3 separate regions of the Mus musculus genome follow, and regions 1 and 3 are each linked to region 2. A link is a contact called in public HiChIP or PLAC-seq data. All regions are on one chromosome and are shown on one strand. The core of a region is the stretch at or near the end of the contact, and the rest is flanking DNA. Distances in the headings are between cores, read along the strand shown.

What was found. HiChIP or PLAC-seq counts read pairs in DNA pulled down with a chosen protein or histone mark.
Region 1: a FOXA1 HiChIP or PLAC-seq map of pancreatic cancer cells shows a contact between it and region 2. The contact joins the promoter of Arfgap3 here to the enhancer-like site in region 2. A contact is called at or near these places in 7 of 39 promoter capture datasets (the 3T3-L1 cell line, the HPC-7 cell line, hematopoietic stem and progenitor cells and 4 more) and 1 of 115 datasets of contacts at active chromatin or transcription factors (pancreatic cancer cells).
Region 3: a FOXA1 HiChIP or PLAC-seq map of pancreatic cancer cells shows a contact between it and region 2. The contact joins the promoter of Mcat here to the enhancer-like site in region 2. A contact is called at or near these places in 6 of 39 promoter capture datasets (the 3T3-L1 cell line, the C10 cell line, hippocampal neurons and 3 more) and 2 of 115 datasets of contacts at active chromatin or transcription factors (embryonic forebrain and pancreatic cancer cells).

What each region holds. Positions count from the first base shown.
Region 1 is chr15:83,348,637-83,353,119 of GRCm38.p6, reverse strand. Arfgap3 (ADP-ribosylation factor GTPase activating protein 3) reads left to right here and starts at 2,873. Exons shown (of 16, transcript NM_001357756.1): 1 at 2,873-3,039. The coding sequence starts at 2,971.
Region 2 is chr15:82,160,928-82,165,585 of GRCm38.p6, reverse strand. All of the region lies in intron 1 of Srebf2 (sterol regulatory element binding factor 2), which reads right to left. Among named protein-coding and RNA genes, the nearest start is that of Srebf2, 16 kb to the right of the region's middle. Within about 2 kb of position 1,400, at least 150 of the 459 cell types and tissues checked have an H3K27ac peak or open chromatin away from gene starts, as enhancers often do. A contact at or near this core is called in the HPC-7 cell line, hematopoietic stem and progenitor cells, liver and 3 more, where this site is marked.
Region 3 is chr15:83,553,938-83,558,442 of GRCm38.p6, reverse strand. It overlaps Mcat (malonyl CoA:ACP acyltransferase (mitochondrial)), which reads left to right and starts at 2,732. Exons shown (of 4, transcript NM_001030014.2): 1 at 2,732-3,172. The coding sequence starts at 2,756.

The DNA.
Region 1 (4,483 bases), core at 1,624-4,123, 1.2 Mb before region 2:
CTACATTCAGCTTACTTGGTTACCTAGCAACCTCTTAAATAGGCTCAAGGGAAGCTATGCTTTTGGAGATTATCATTTTCTTTTTATTGCACCAGGAATGATGTTCCAGTGTTTTGAGGTTTTTGTTTTTTTTTTTTTAAGTTTAAAATTTGTGTGTGTGCGTGTGTGTGTGTGTGTGTGTGTGTGTGTGTGTGTGTGTGCGTGCATGCATGCATGCACATGTATTTGTGTACCAGTGAAAGTGTCTCAGGAGTCCAGAAAAGGGTGTTGGATCCCCTAAAGCTAGAGTCTTCTGGGGTGCTGTGAACTGAACTCCAGTCCTTTGTGAGAGCAATACCACTGAGTCATCTCTCTACTGCCAAAGCTGGGATTAGTCTTAATTGGATGAAATTTACCAACTGGAGCTTTCTGCTCATTTTTTAATAACATTTTTTTCTTTAAAAAAATTTTTTTATTTCATGTGCCTTGGTGTTTTGCCTGCATGTATGTATATGTCTGTGTGAGGGTGTTATATCCTCTGGTGCTGGACTTAGACAGTTGTGAGCTGCTGAGAGTTTAACCTGAGTCCTCTCTTCAGCCCTCTGTTCAGTTCTGGGAAGAATTCAACTGAAGGAAACAATTTCAGCAGAAGTTTACTGAGCAACGTAGTCAAAGCAAGCTCTCCAGACAGACTGAAGTGGGCTGTGCTGCTGTGGGTATAGGCACAATGGCTTCCATTGGAGTTTTTTAAGCATTTTATAAATATGTATGAGGTTTGTGGCATATGCATCAGATATGATCCTTTTTCCTTTTCAAGTCAAAGTGAATGTGAAAGTGCCTTTTAAGGCATTTTCCCCATGAAACTTGCAAAGCCGACAGATAAGGGTTGGAGGGTATCAGAGCTACAACCTAAACATTCAGTGAGGCTGGCCGAGTCACAGATGGAGACCCTTCAACAGCACCGTGTGTACAGCTGGCAAAGTGGCCTGGTGCTTTAGTTTCTGATCCTGATACTTCCTTGGATCCATCACATTTCAATCCCAGCCTAAACAGCAGACAGGGTGGGGGTCAGGGTTTCCTTAAAAAAAATTATCTAGGGTCTTATGTACTTCAGGCCTGCCTTAAATTCACTATGTAACCAAAGATGACCTTGAATTCCTGAGCCTCCTGCTTCTACTTCCCAAATCCAGAGATTAGAAAGGTTACATCACTATACCAGTATAGCTGTTTTCCTAACTCCTATGAACTATCCATATATATATATATATTTTTTTTTGAACGAAGATAGGAAGATCATTCAAATGGTGAGGGTTGTCTGCAGCAGCAACATGCTGTTCCTAAAGACTGCACATTTCCTAACCTTGGAAAAGGCCCAGCTCTGGGTTGATGAATACACAGCCTGAGGCATCTACCAGGCCTGAGATGGCAAACATGGCACTGGCGGGCCTTGCCTTTCCTCTTTTTTTCTCCTTGCTAAGAACCGTTAGATTACATTCCTAAAGCTAGCCACCAAGGTTTGTTACGCTATTTGTCCACTTCCTGAGGCTAACATACTAAGGTCCAGCTATCAAAATCCACCCCCTACCTTGGTTCACCTAATTAGCATGCCCCATAAAATAAACTTATCCTAAAGGGGTTTCTTCTTTTACCTTTATGAACTGCCATTTGCCAATACGCCAAGGCTGTCTCTTCTCTATCCAGAAGCAGTCCTTTGTCCCTCTGGAGCAAATAACCCGTCCCCCTCTCCCTCCTTTTCACTTCTTCCTCTTGCTCTATCTCCTGTCTTTGTCTCTTATTCCCTGCCCTTTTGTCACTCTGCTGAGAACTTTGTGTGTCTTGTGCCAGTTCCTGTCCTTGTACAGCCTATATGAGGTCCCAACTTGACACCAAGACCGTTTTCAGAACATCCCTGAAGCTGCAGTGCTGCTCTGGTCAACATATTTCATCTCCAACTCCTTCATACAGGTGAATGCTAGGAAGTGCCTACAGCAGCCCTGCTGGGAAGCAACCAGTTGAACTGGGACAGAAGCTGGGGCTTAGCACTTGATACCAAAACCTGTTTTTCTTCTATTATGCTCTACCTAAGGTCATGTTTGCCAGCTGCTCCACCCTGACCGCTGTAAAAGAGGCACCTGCTCCCAAGCTCAAACCTTCCAGCTACTAATATTATCCAAGGTTTAACTGGAGCCCCAAGCACTAAACACAGACTTGTTTCTGGTCTTTCTAGACTTCTCAGTTCTGACCCTGATAGAACTTGTTGCCTACAGGCAAGCACTCTCTCTCCGTGAACAGAACAGACTTTATAATTACAAGATTATCAAGCCAGTATGGCTTGGTGCAGACCTGTAATCTGAGCAGCAAGACGCTAAAACAGGAATATCTCCAGTTCAAGTCCAGCCTTGGACTACACAGTGTGCTCTAGGCCAGCCTGGGTTTCCCAGATGGGAGAGAGAAAAATGGGACAGCAGTTTCCTGTAGGTTATCACTCAGGGCTTGACTTTAGCTGAGAAAGAGTACAAACACACACTACTACTATGCAGGATCCATGAGGATGAGACCTGCTGGCTCTCCCATCCTGAGGGATAGGTGTGAGACTGGCCACGGGCCGGCAACGGTATGCTGGTGAGTCCGGTGGGTAAGCCCGATGCTCCCTGCGCAAAGCCTGGGGTTCCTATCCCACACTGCAGGACCCTAACTAACGCTGAGATCTGGGGAAGGTTTGCGGAGGGGTGGGAGTTGTCCGAGCGTCCGCGCATGCGCCTGCCGCGCCCGACTTCGAAATTGGAACCCGGAGAAACCAGTGGCGCCGAGGGACCTCACCGAGTGAAGGAGAACGGCGCGTGCGCCCGCTTGTGGGCGGAGCCTGGGCGCGGCAGGGGCGGGGCTTGTCGTCACGCGCAGCCCCGCCCCTCGGTCTCCGGGAGGCGGCAACCGCTACTCCTTGTCTCTTCCCGGTTGTCGGGGACTGCTTCACCTCAGTTCTCAGTGACTATGGGGGACCCCAGCAAGCAGGACATCCTGGCCATCTTCAAGCGCCTGCGCTCGGTGCCCACTAACAAGGTAACGGCCGCAGGCGGGCTTGGGACCCCGCGGCCCGCCGGACCCCGGTGTGGCCGCGGCCGTGGGAGGAGCCGCCCGGCCTGTGACACGTCGCACTGTGGGCCTGGCAGCCGCCGCTCCCCAACCTTCGTCAGCAAGGGGAGGAAAAGGGGGCGCCCACCAGGGGCTTAGCGCCTGGGGCACAGGGACATGGGCATCCGGAGGATGTCCAGGACTAAAAGGCAGAGAGCCTGGGGTCACAGGACTGGGGCATGGACATCTGGGATGTCTAGCATCCTAGGGCAGAGCGTCTGGGGTCACAGGGGGGGCTGGGACATGGACAGTTGGGGTGTCCGCCACCAGAGGCCAGAACACCTGGGGATAGACAGAAGACTGGGGCATGGACATCTGGAACAGGAGACCAGTGCATTTCATGGCAGAGAGAGGACTGGGGTATGGACCTCTAGGAGTGTCCAGGTTACCCAGACGCCAGACTACCTGGGGGCTTAGAGAGAAGGCTAGTTCATAGCATCTAGGGGTGTCTAGGGGTCTGGAGAACAGAGCACCTTGACCCAGAAGCACAGACATGGTAGGGTGGAGGAAACAGATGTTGGAAGTGTGTAGCTGGGCTCTGAGAAGGCTGGTGAGGCAGAGTTCACTCCTTCTGGCCTCTGTGAACAAAGGTAAAAATCCCAGCCACCTAGACCCAGGGGTCAGAACTCTAAGTGGTGCTAAGTTCTGGGAAAGAAGGGCTTCTCCCCCCACCATGGACCTTGTCTTGAGTGTTCTTCAGGGCTGGGGACCTGTTGGATTTTTGTCACCATTGTCCTTCGGTGGCAGCCTGTTTCCCAGTCCAGTAGAGCTAAGGTTCTCTTCCCTGGTTGCCAGCTCTCTGGGTTCCTGAGGAAGCTCACTAAAACTCACGTTCATCCCTCTGTAGGTTGAGGTCTGTCCCTACAATTTTTTTCTTCCCCTTATGTGACCCCCCCCACACACACACACACACAGACCCCACCCCCAACCACTGGGCCTCATAACTTTTAGCATGTGGCTGGCAGTGTTGTTTTGATACACAGGGTTAAGGTGTCTACTTCCTTAGGATGACGGAGTAGGGTGGAACCCGAGGAGTGCAAAGGGCTGTCGTGTCACTGTGGACTCTCCCCACCCCTCTCCAAGTTCCATCTGGTTGCCACCTTCACCTCTGAGGAACCATCTGTTAATGGGCACAGCCGTGATTACAGAGTCCTGCATGGCTGGCATAGAAAGTTCCAACATGTCACAAAATTCAGGCTTTTTTTTTTTTTAATGTCTTGATGGTGGAAGGGAGCCCTAGGTTTTTATAGCCTTATGATGAAGGAAATGGTTAAATGGGGGTGATAATGTCAGGTGGGTATAAGGAAGAAGAGCTGGCTTCCAGCCACTGCATTGTCCAGTGTCTGTCACTTGCTGGTTTCTTGTTTTTTGT
Region 2 (4,658 bases), core at 151-2,650:
GTGACTGCACAGAGCAAAGGTCACTTATTCTTATTGTATGGGGGTTTTCCCTGAATGTGTCTGAGCACCACGTACATGCAGTACCCACAGAGGACAGAAGAGGGCGCTGGATCCCCTGGAGTTACAGACTGTTTTACTAGCTGCCATGTGGCTGGGGTGTCCTCTGCAAGCCCCACTACTTATTTTTTCAATACATATTTTATTAATTCGTTGAGACATTAGTACAATGTTATTCTTACACTTTATATTTATTATGAATGTTGTTAGATAATATGTTTTATTTTTGAGTTATATTTATTTACGGGGCAGGGGGAGCTTGTGTATACCAAGGCACATGTATAAAGAGGTAGGGGTGAGTCAGTTTTCTCTTCCCGCCGTGTGTGCTCTAGTGATGGGACGCGGGCCATCAGCCTTGGTGACAAGTGCCTTTACCTGCTAAGGCATCTTGCCAGCTCTAGACAATTTTTAAAATCATGAAAGGAATAATATATTTATTATAAACAAATTTAGAAAATAGACCGGATGGTGGTGGTGCACACCTTTAATCCCAGTGCTTAGGAAGCAGAGGCCAGCCTGATCCGCAGTTTCACCATAGCCAGAGCTAGACAGAGAAACCCTGTCTTGAAAAAACAAGAGGAGGAGGAGGAGAAGGAGGAAGAAGATGATAAGGAGGAGGAAGATGAGGAGATAGAAGAGGAGGAGAAGGAGAAGGAGGCGGTGGCCTGGTTCAGTGTGTAAGAGTGTTTGCTCTGTGAATATGAGAACCTGAGTTCAAATCCCCAGCACTCATACAAAAAGCCGGGCGTGGCTGAGTGTGCTTATGACTCACAGCTGACCCCCAGTTCAGTAAGTTACTCTATAACTTACCATATAACTTGGCGTTTACCATGCCGCCAAGGCTACATGCTTTGCTCTGGCTTCCACTATCAGCACATTCACATGCCTACACCCCACCCCCAAGAGAAAAAGCACACAAGAAACCTAGAGCAACTCAATGTGGCCTCCTAGTTCTCTCTGTCCGGCTCTCTCCTCCTTTCCCAGGCACCCAGAAGGCACCTCTGCAGTTCGGGGTGGGAGGGGTGGGGAGGGGGGGTGGGGAGGGAATGAAGTACTGACTTCTCCAGTCTCCATAGCCCAAGGCTGGAGCCCGTTCAACTGTCTCACCCAGAAGAGCTATTTTCAATAGGACTTTCCACAGGTTTTCTTCTCTGCCACAGGTTCACCCTAAGACTGACTGTTTCAAAGCTTCTCTCTATGGCACCTTATCACTCCACCCCACACCCTGTTTTCAATTCAACTAGTCTTCTGTCAGACACCAATCACCATCTGACCTGCACAGCCATTGTTCAAACAAGACGCCTGGAACTAGAGTTACAAATGGTTGTGCGCTGCCTCCTAGTGCAGGCCACTGAACGCAGGCCCTCTACAGACCAGCAAGTGCTCTGAACTGCTGAGCCACCTGCCAGCTACAAACCACATTTCAGCCCTTCTTGCAAATTGTTCTCTCTTTATTTAAGAAGCGTGAACATCTGTCTGTCCAGCTTATGTGGGTGCTCCAGGGGACCAGTTAGATTCCCCCTTGAGCTCAAGTTAGTTACAGATGGTTGTAGGTGCTTGGAACTGAATTTTGGTCCTCTGAGCCATTTCTCGGCCCTGCCCAGTCCTGAGCCCTCCAACACCCACAGCTTTCTTTCACTTCCCACTCACCTAGCCTTCAAAGATACCCACTTCTCTTTCTGCACCAGTTTGGGGTTGGTGAGTCATTCTCAGAGTAAGACCACCATGTCCTTTCTGCTAAGATCACCTTTATTCTTTCTCTATGCTGGCTCACCATCCTACTTAAAGGCTTTCGCCAAGGACTCGACACCTCTCGTCCAGCTATCTGAGAGCTCCTGAACACAAGGTTCCATTTAGAAGAACCTAGGCTGGAGATAGCTTAGCGGTATAGCAGCTGACTAACACCCAGAGTCCCAGGTTCCACAAGCAGAAGACATCAGAGCCAGCTGTGATGACCCATGTGCACCATTCCGGCATTCAAGAGGCTGAGGCACACAGCAGCAACCAACGAGGGCTGGAGAGATGCCTCAGTGGCTGAGCACACAGGCTGCTTGCTCTTTCAAAGGATGTTTCCTGGGTCTGATTCGCAGCACCTACATGGTGGCTCATAACCTGCAACTCCAGTCTCAAGATGTACCCGCCTCTGTGGGTAACAGGTATGGACACGGTGCACACACATACATGCAGTGCACTTATATGCAGGAAAAACACTCATACCCATAAAATAAATCTCTTGTTTAAAAGTTAAAGGAATAAAGGAGGGCCAGCAAGATGGCCTGGTGAATGAGGAAGTCTGTCACAAAGCCTGGTGACCTGAGCTGATCCTTGGAATGCCTGTGGTGGAGGGGAGAACTGACCCGTGTCCCCCCACATACAGAAATCATTTAAATAATTTTTAAAAAGCCATTACACTATTCATGTCTAAAAGAAAATTGTATTTTCTATTTAGAAATCATATGTATGCTTTATTTAAATTTATAGAAGGTGATTACAACTGGCCCTGTTAATTTATATTACTTTTATGTGGCTAACATAACAGTAACATGTGACACCCCCGTTCTTGGTGTGTGTAGGGTACTGAGATCCAGTCTCATGGACCCCAGGCTCTTTCTGAACTCCTTATGGAGCTGAAGAGGACCCTGAAGGCTCCCGTCCCACCTCCTGAGTACAAACATTACACACATGTGTCACCACGCCTGGCTTCTAGCCATTTATTTTCTGTTTGTTTGTTTGGTTGGTTTTATCTGTTTTCTTTTTTTGAGATAGGGTGTCTCTGTTACTGTATCTGGCTGTCCTAGAACCTACTCCGTAGACCAGGCTGGCCTCAAACTCAGAGTTCCTCCTGCCTCTGCTTCCTGGGTGCTGGGATTAAAGGTGTGTACTACCACCGCTGATTTCCAAACATGTCTTTATTTTGCATTTATATAAATCACAACTTGGGAGAAAAATACCATACAGACCCGGAGTGACAGTAAAGGCGAAATGAAAGTGTGTTAGAAGGGATTTGGAAAATCGGCCACACACTGCTTTCAGTGTCAGTGGACGAGATCTGGGCACGGAGCTCAGTAAGCTCTAAGGTTCTGTCTTCACCACCATAAAAGCAACCACCAACCCCTCCCCAAAGCTAACTGAACAGTAAGCACGTAACTAACTCATCAAGGGACACAGGGAAGAGAGACTAGCTCTTTGTAGTTCATAGGCATACTTTCCTATCCAAATTCTTATTCTATAACAGATCTCCGTCCAAAGACAACTCTTCTTAGCCCCTTCTGCTCTAATAGAGAACACGGCAATAAAGACACGCATGGAATAAACACTGACTGCCACCCTATTACATGTCACACAGCAGTAAAAGCCTGCAAGAGGCAGGTTCTGAGGGTTGTCAGACACCTGTGCAACATCTGTCAGGCCAGGCACACAGCACACAACTGTAAAATTGTCCGTATACAGCTGCTTCTTTACTTATGCTTGTGAGCAAACTTGTATACTATTATTAGCGAAGTATAAACACGAGTTTTGTTGTTTGTTTGTTTGTTTTGTTTTGTTTTTCTGGAAAATACCTTCTTTAGTGTTACCACTGTTATTTTGCTCCTAATGCCTGGTTAGGCATTTCCCACACATTGTTACAGAATTTTCAAACCCACCCCATGAGGTGACCTGTTTCAAGCACTCATATGTAAGGCATTTTGCATGCTGCCTCAGTCTTATGTGCTTAAATGTGGAGCTGTTTGTGCCTAAGAAACAACTTAAGTCCCTAAGAGGAGTTTTGCACGGTCTTAGGCATATAAGTGAGAAACAGAAATGGGGGCCTTTCTTGGGGAAGCCCTGTGGCCCCCAAACCCCATCCACACACAGAGGCACCCCAATGCAGACGTTATCCCCATAAACATACACATTGTGGTGTCCTTGAAGAACTCCACCCCCATTTCACAGCAGCTGGATTCTGGAATGTTCCATGGGAATCCACACCCATGCAGGCACCATACACAAGCATGCTAGTTCTTTCCTAAGGCTGGCCAGAGATACCAGTCTCTTAGCCCCCCATGTTTCAAAAGCACACTCCATGATGCTCCATTTGCTATTTTTAAAAGTCTGCACTCTGAGTACAACAGTCAAGAAGTGGCCCAGAGTTGATTAGTAACAGAAGTAATACAAACGGCACATGACAGACAGCACTCCATTAAACACTTGATACCTTTCCTCGTGTAACCTCTACAAGCCTGAGGCGAGTGCTATCTATCATCATCCACCTCTCAAACAAGAAATCAAGGCAAGGAGATGAAGTAACTGGGCCAGGGGTCACACATCAGCTATCTACACTACGATTCCTAACAGCAGCGAAAGTACAGTTATGAAGTAGCTAACACCTAATGTAACATGGCCAGCACCCACAACGCCCAAGGGAGTGGAGCTGGGATTTGCAATCAAGCTCACAGTCACTGAATGCTTTGGTGCCAGTATCACTCGGCTGTCACTGAACCAAGCCCAGGAGCAGGTGGGCACGGTGGACATTCAGTGAGTGCTTCCCTGGGGAGTGAGCAGGGGTGAACACCCAAGCTCAGGGAGGAAAGGATGTGTCATCTCAGGCTTTTCCTGTCTTT
Region 3 (4,505 bases), core at 1,483-3,982, 1.4 Mb before region 2:
GTGCCAGGTTCGGTGAGAGACCCTGTTGCAAAAAAGTAAGGTGGCGAATGATAGAGGAAGACCATCAATATTGACTCCTTGTCTCTGCATCCATGTACACATGCATGTGTGCACACACCGCCATGTGCACAGATTCCACTCAAGCATACACATAGGAACAAATGTGAAAACAGAACAGTCCTTGGCTGGGTATTTCTGGACCCTAGGCCAAAGAGCCCTGCACTGTTTTCTGGTCATGTTTTGCACAGTGAATCTGCTCTAGTGGGATTATGACCTTTTCCTTATCCAAAGCAAAACCTCGAGGCTAGAAAATGATGGCTCAGCAACTGAGAGTGCTTGTTGATCTGGCAGAGGACCTGAGCTCCATTCCCAGCACTCCCATCAGGTGGCTCAAAACCACCTATAGCTCCAGATCCAGAGGATCCAACAGCCTGCAAGCCCCCGCACATATACAGATAATTAAAGATAAAAAGTAGGGCTGGCAAGATGGCTCAGCGGGTAAGAACACTGACTGCTCTTCCGAAGGTCCTGAGTTCAATTTCCAGCAACCACATGGTGGCTCACAACCACCCATAATAAGATCTAACGCCCTCTTCTGGTGCATCTGGAGCAAGCAGAGCCAACCAGAGTGAGCAGAGGTCCTAAAAATTCAATTACCAACAACCACATGAAGGCTGACAACCATGTTCAGCTACAGTGTATCCATATCAATCAATCAATAAATCAATAAATCTTTTTTTAAAAAGATAAAAAGTAGCCATGTGTGATGGGCACCTTTGGCCACATCACACAGGAGGCAGAGGCAGGCAGATCTCCAAGAGTTGGAGGCCAGCCTAGTCTACATAGTGAGTTCTAGGCTGGCTACATAGTGAGGTTCTACCCACCTATTTCTCTCTCTCTCTCTCTCTCTCTCTCTCTCTCTCTCTCTCTCACACACACACACACACACACACACACACACACATGCACACACACACACATGTGAAAACATAAAATAAGAAAACAAGACTGAACAGCCTGAAAGCCTGAAACACTTATTTGATTTTCTTCAAACTCAGTGAAATATGTTTGATGATGTGGAGTACTGAGAGGCACATCCTCTCTGATACATCAAATTCCTATATTGAGCCTTAATCCCCAGGGTGAAGGCATTTAGAGGAATCTAGAGGACACCTGGAGGGTCAGGGTGATTAAGTAGAGGTGGGACCTTCATGAATTAGATGAATACCCTTATTAGAAAACACCCCCCCCATCTATCATGTGGGGATATTAATAGTTTTTCCCCACTGATGAAATAATCCAACTCAAGCCCAATTAAAAGTATAAAAGCTGGTTTATTGTGGGCAGCTCTCGAACAGGTTCACCGGTCTCAGAAAACGAGGCCAGGGAAATCGCCATGTAGACAGGGAGGCAAAGATGGGGGAGCAGAAAGAGAAAGAGGAAACATTCTGAACAAAGAGGGAATGCAAAGACGGAGAGAGCTGGGGTGGCTGTAACACACCTGGCACAGCTGGCTAAGGCCGGTAATGAGGTAAGCAGTTGCTAGGTCCCTGAGTGAAGGCCAGTGGAACTGCCTGTATACTAACAGAGTTAGGGCTAGGGCACCCGGGTTTGGATACAGAAGAGTTAGTTATCTGCAAGCCATGAAACAGATTCTTTCCAGACACTGAATCTGCAAGTGCTGAGCTTGATCTTGGACTTTTCAGCCTCAAGAACTCTGACATATAATTTCGATTATTAAGCCCTTAAGTCTATGGCATTGGTATGCCAGCCAGAGCAAACTGAGACATACCTCCAAATAGATCTTCTCATTGTAAAGGCTGTGGTGAGTATTGAGGTGGGGGCGGGGATGGATTTCCTGGGCACCTTAGCAGAGACTGGCAGGAAATGAGAACAGATCAGAGTTCTGGAAAAGGGGTGCAGGGCTCAGGTAAGGATCAGTGTGACCCAGACTCACAATAGCTCTCAGAGACTGCATAAGCACAACTTCCAGTGCCATTCTGTGACTAACCATATAGTACACAATCTTTACGACGTTTGTCTCCTTGTTTGTAAACTGAGGATTTATTTATTTATTGAGACAGAGCTTCTCTGAGTGTGTGTGTGTATGTTTGTTTGAGTGTGTGTGTGTATGTGTTTGTTTGTTTGTTTGTTGAGATAGGGTTTCTCTGAGTAGCCCTGGCTGTCCTGGAACTGCTCTGTGGACGATGCTGGCCTCGAACTCAGATCCGCCTGCCTCTGCCTTCAAAATGCTGGAATTAAAGGTGCGCCACTACCACTCGGCTATAAACTGTGGAATTTAAAAAGCGAATCTGACTTGTACTTGGTTCCACCGCACGGAGATTTACTAGCTTCCTATTATGATTTGGACACCTCGCTGTGCTTTGTAGGCAACAAGAACTATTTGCTTAGTACGGTTGGCAGAATCATGGGCAAAACCAAGCCAACCACAGCACTTTCACGGTCTACTGGACGGTGGTGCACAATTTAGTACGTAGATACCTATTGAAGGCTCACTATGGAAGCTATCTGCGGTTCCTGGTTGGAGATGTTTAAGGAAACGCACGGACCACTCCAGGACCGACATGCAACTGCAAATAGTTTGAGAGCTGGTAAAGATGAGTAGGTAACATAGGAACGTTTTTTTACTGGCTGCCTAGATGACCCGACAGGAAATACAGGAAGGACCGCCCCGCTGCGCAGCCGCAGTGCGTCTCAGCCGCAGCGATAACGACCACCGGCTCTGCGCGTCGCAATGAGCGCTCGGGTAGCTCGGGCCGGGTGGGCCTGGCGCTCCTGGGGCCGCCGCGCCGCCTCGAGCCTCCGGGAGCCGCCGCCGGACGCCGTGGACGTGGCGGAGCTGCTGCGGGACTCCAGCGTGGCCGAGGAGGGAGCCCAGGAGGCGGTGGCGCGGCGGCGGCCACCTTCACAGTGCTCCGTGTTGCTCTTCCCCGGCCAGGGCTGCCAGGCGGTCGGCATGGGCAGCGGCCTGCTCCACCTCCCGCGTGTGCGGCAGCTCTACGAGGCCGCGCACCGGGTACTGGGCTACGATCTGCTGGAGCTGTGCCTGCGGGGGCCCCAGGAGGACCTGGACCGCACAGTGCATTGCCAGCCCGCCGTCTTTGTGGCTTCACTGGCCGCCGTGGAGAAGCTACATCATCTGCAGCCGGCGGTGAGCCGAGGAGCGAGCGCCGGACCCCGCCTTCTGGGTCTCAGGGTTCCTCAGTCTGGTTCTTATTGGTCCCCAATCTGGTCCTCGTTGATAGTATTCTAGACGCACTGCACAAAATGAGGATCCCTGCTCCAGGGGAGTTTGCATCTTAGACGACACAGACACTTCACACTTAATGCACCGAGTTAACATATCACATTAAAGATGAATGCGTTGGGCTAGAGGATCTTGGTTCGGTTCCTAGCACTCATGTGGTAGGTTCACAACCATCCATAACTCCAGTTCCATGGGATCTGATGCTATTTTATGGCCTCTGCGGGTATCAGGTATGTGCACCATGTGCACAAAACATATAAACAGGCAAAACATTCAAACACATAAATTGCTTTATTTTGGTTTTTTTCTAGACAAGGTTTTTCTGTGTAACAGCCCTGTATATCTTGAACTCGCTTTGTACACCATACTGGCCTCAAACTCGCGGAGATCCTTTTGCCTCTGCCTACCAAGTGCTGAGACCAAAGGCATGTGCCACCACACCTGGCCACACACATAAATTTTTTAAAAAGGATTTATTTATTTATTTAATGTATGTGAGTACACTGTAGCTGTACAGATGGTTGTGAGCCTTCATATGGTTGTTGAAAATTGAATTTAGGACCTCTGCTGGCTCCAGTTGGCCCTGCTCGCTCTGGCCCAAGGATCTATTTATTATTATAAATAAGTACACTGTAGCTGTCTTCAGACACACCAGAAGAGGGTGTCAGATCTCATTAATGGTGGTTGTGAGCCACCATGTGGTTGCTGGAATTTGACCTCAGGGCCTTCAGAAGAACAGTCAGTGCTCTTACCTGCTGAGCCATCTCACCAGCCCCCACATAATTTTTTTTTTTTTTTTAATTTTTGAGAGGCTGGAGAGATTGCTCAGTGGTTAAGAGCACTGACTGTTCTTCCAGAGGATCCTGGTTCAATTCTCAGCATTCACATGACAGTTCACAACTGTCTATAACTCCAGTTACAGGAGATCTGGCACCCTCACACTGACATATATGTAATTAAAATACAATGCACATAAAAAGATTTTTTAAAAATTTGAAGATATGTGTCAGAGAAAGAAATACACAGTAGGGTAAGGGACTGTGATTTTAGATGAGTTTGAGTTGCTAGAATAGTTATTAAATGCTAAAGATTTATGTATGGTTATTTTGCAGGTATGTCTGTGTGTGACATGCATGTCTAGTGCCCCTAGGGGCCAGAAGGGGATACTGGACCTTTTGGATTTTTGAGTTAGAAACAGTTTGTTACTGTCTTGTGTTGTGGGTGCTGGGAATCTAAC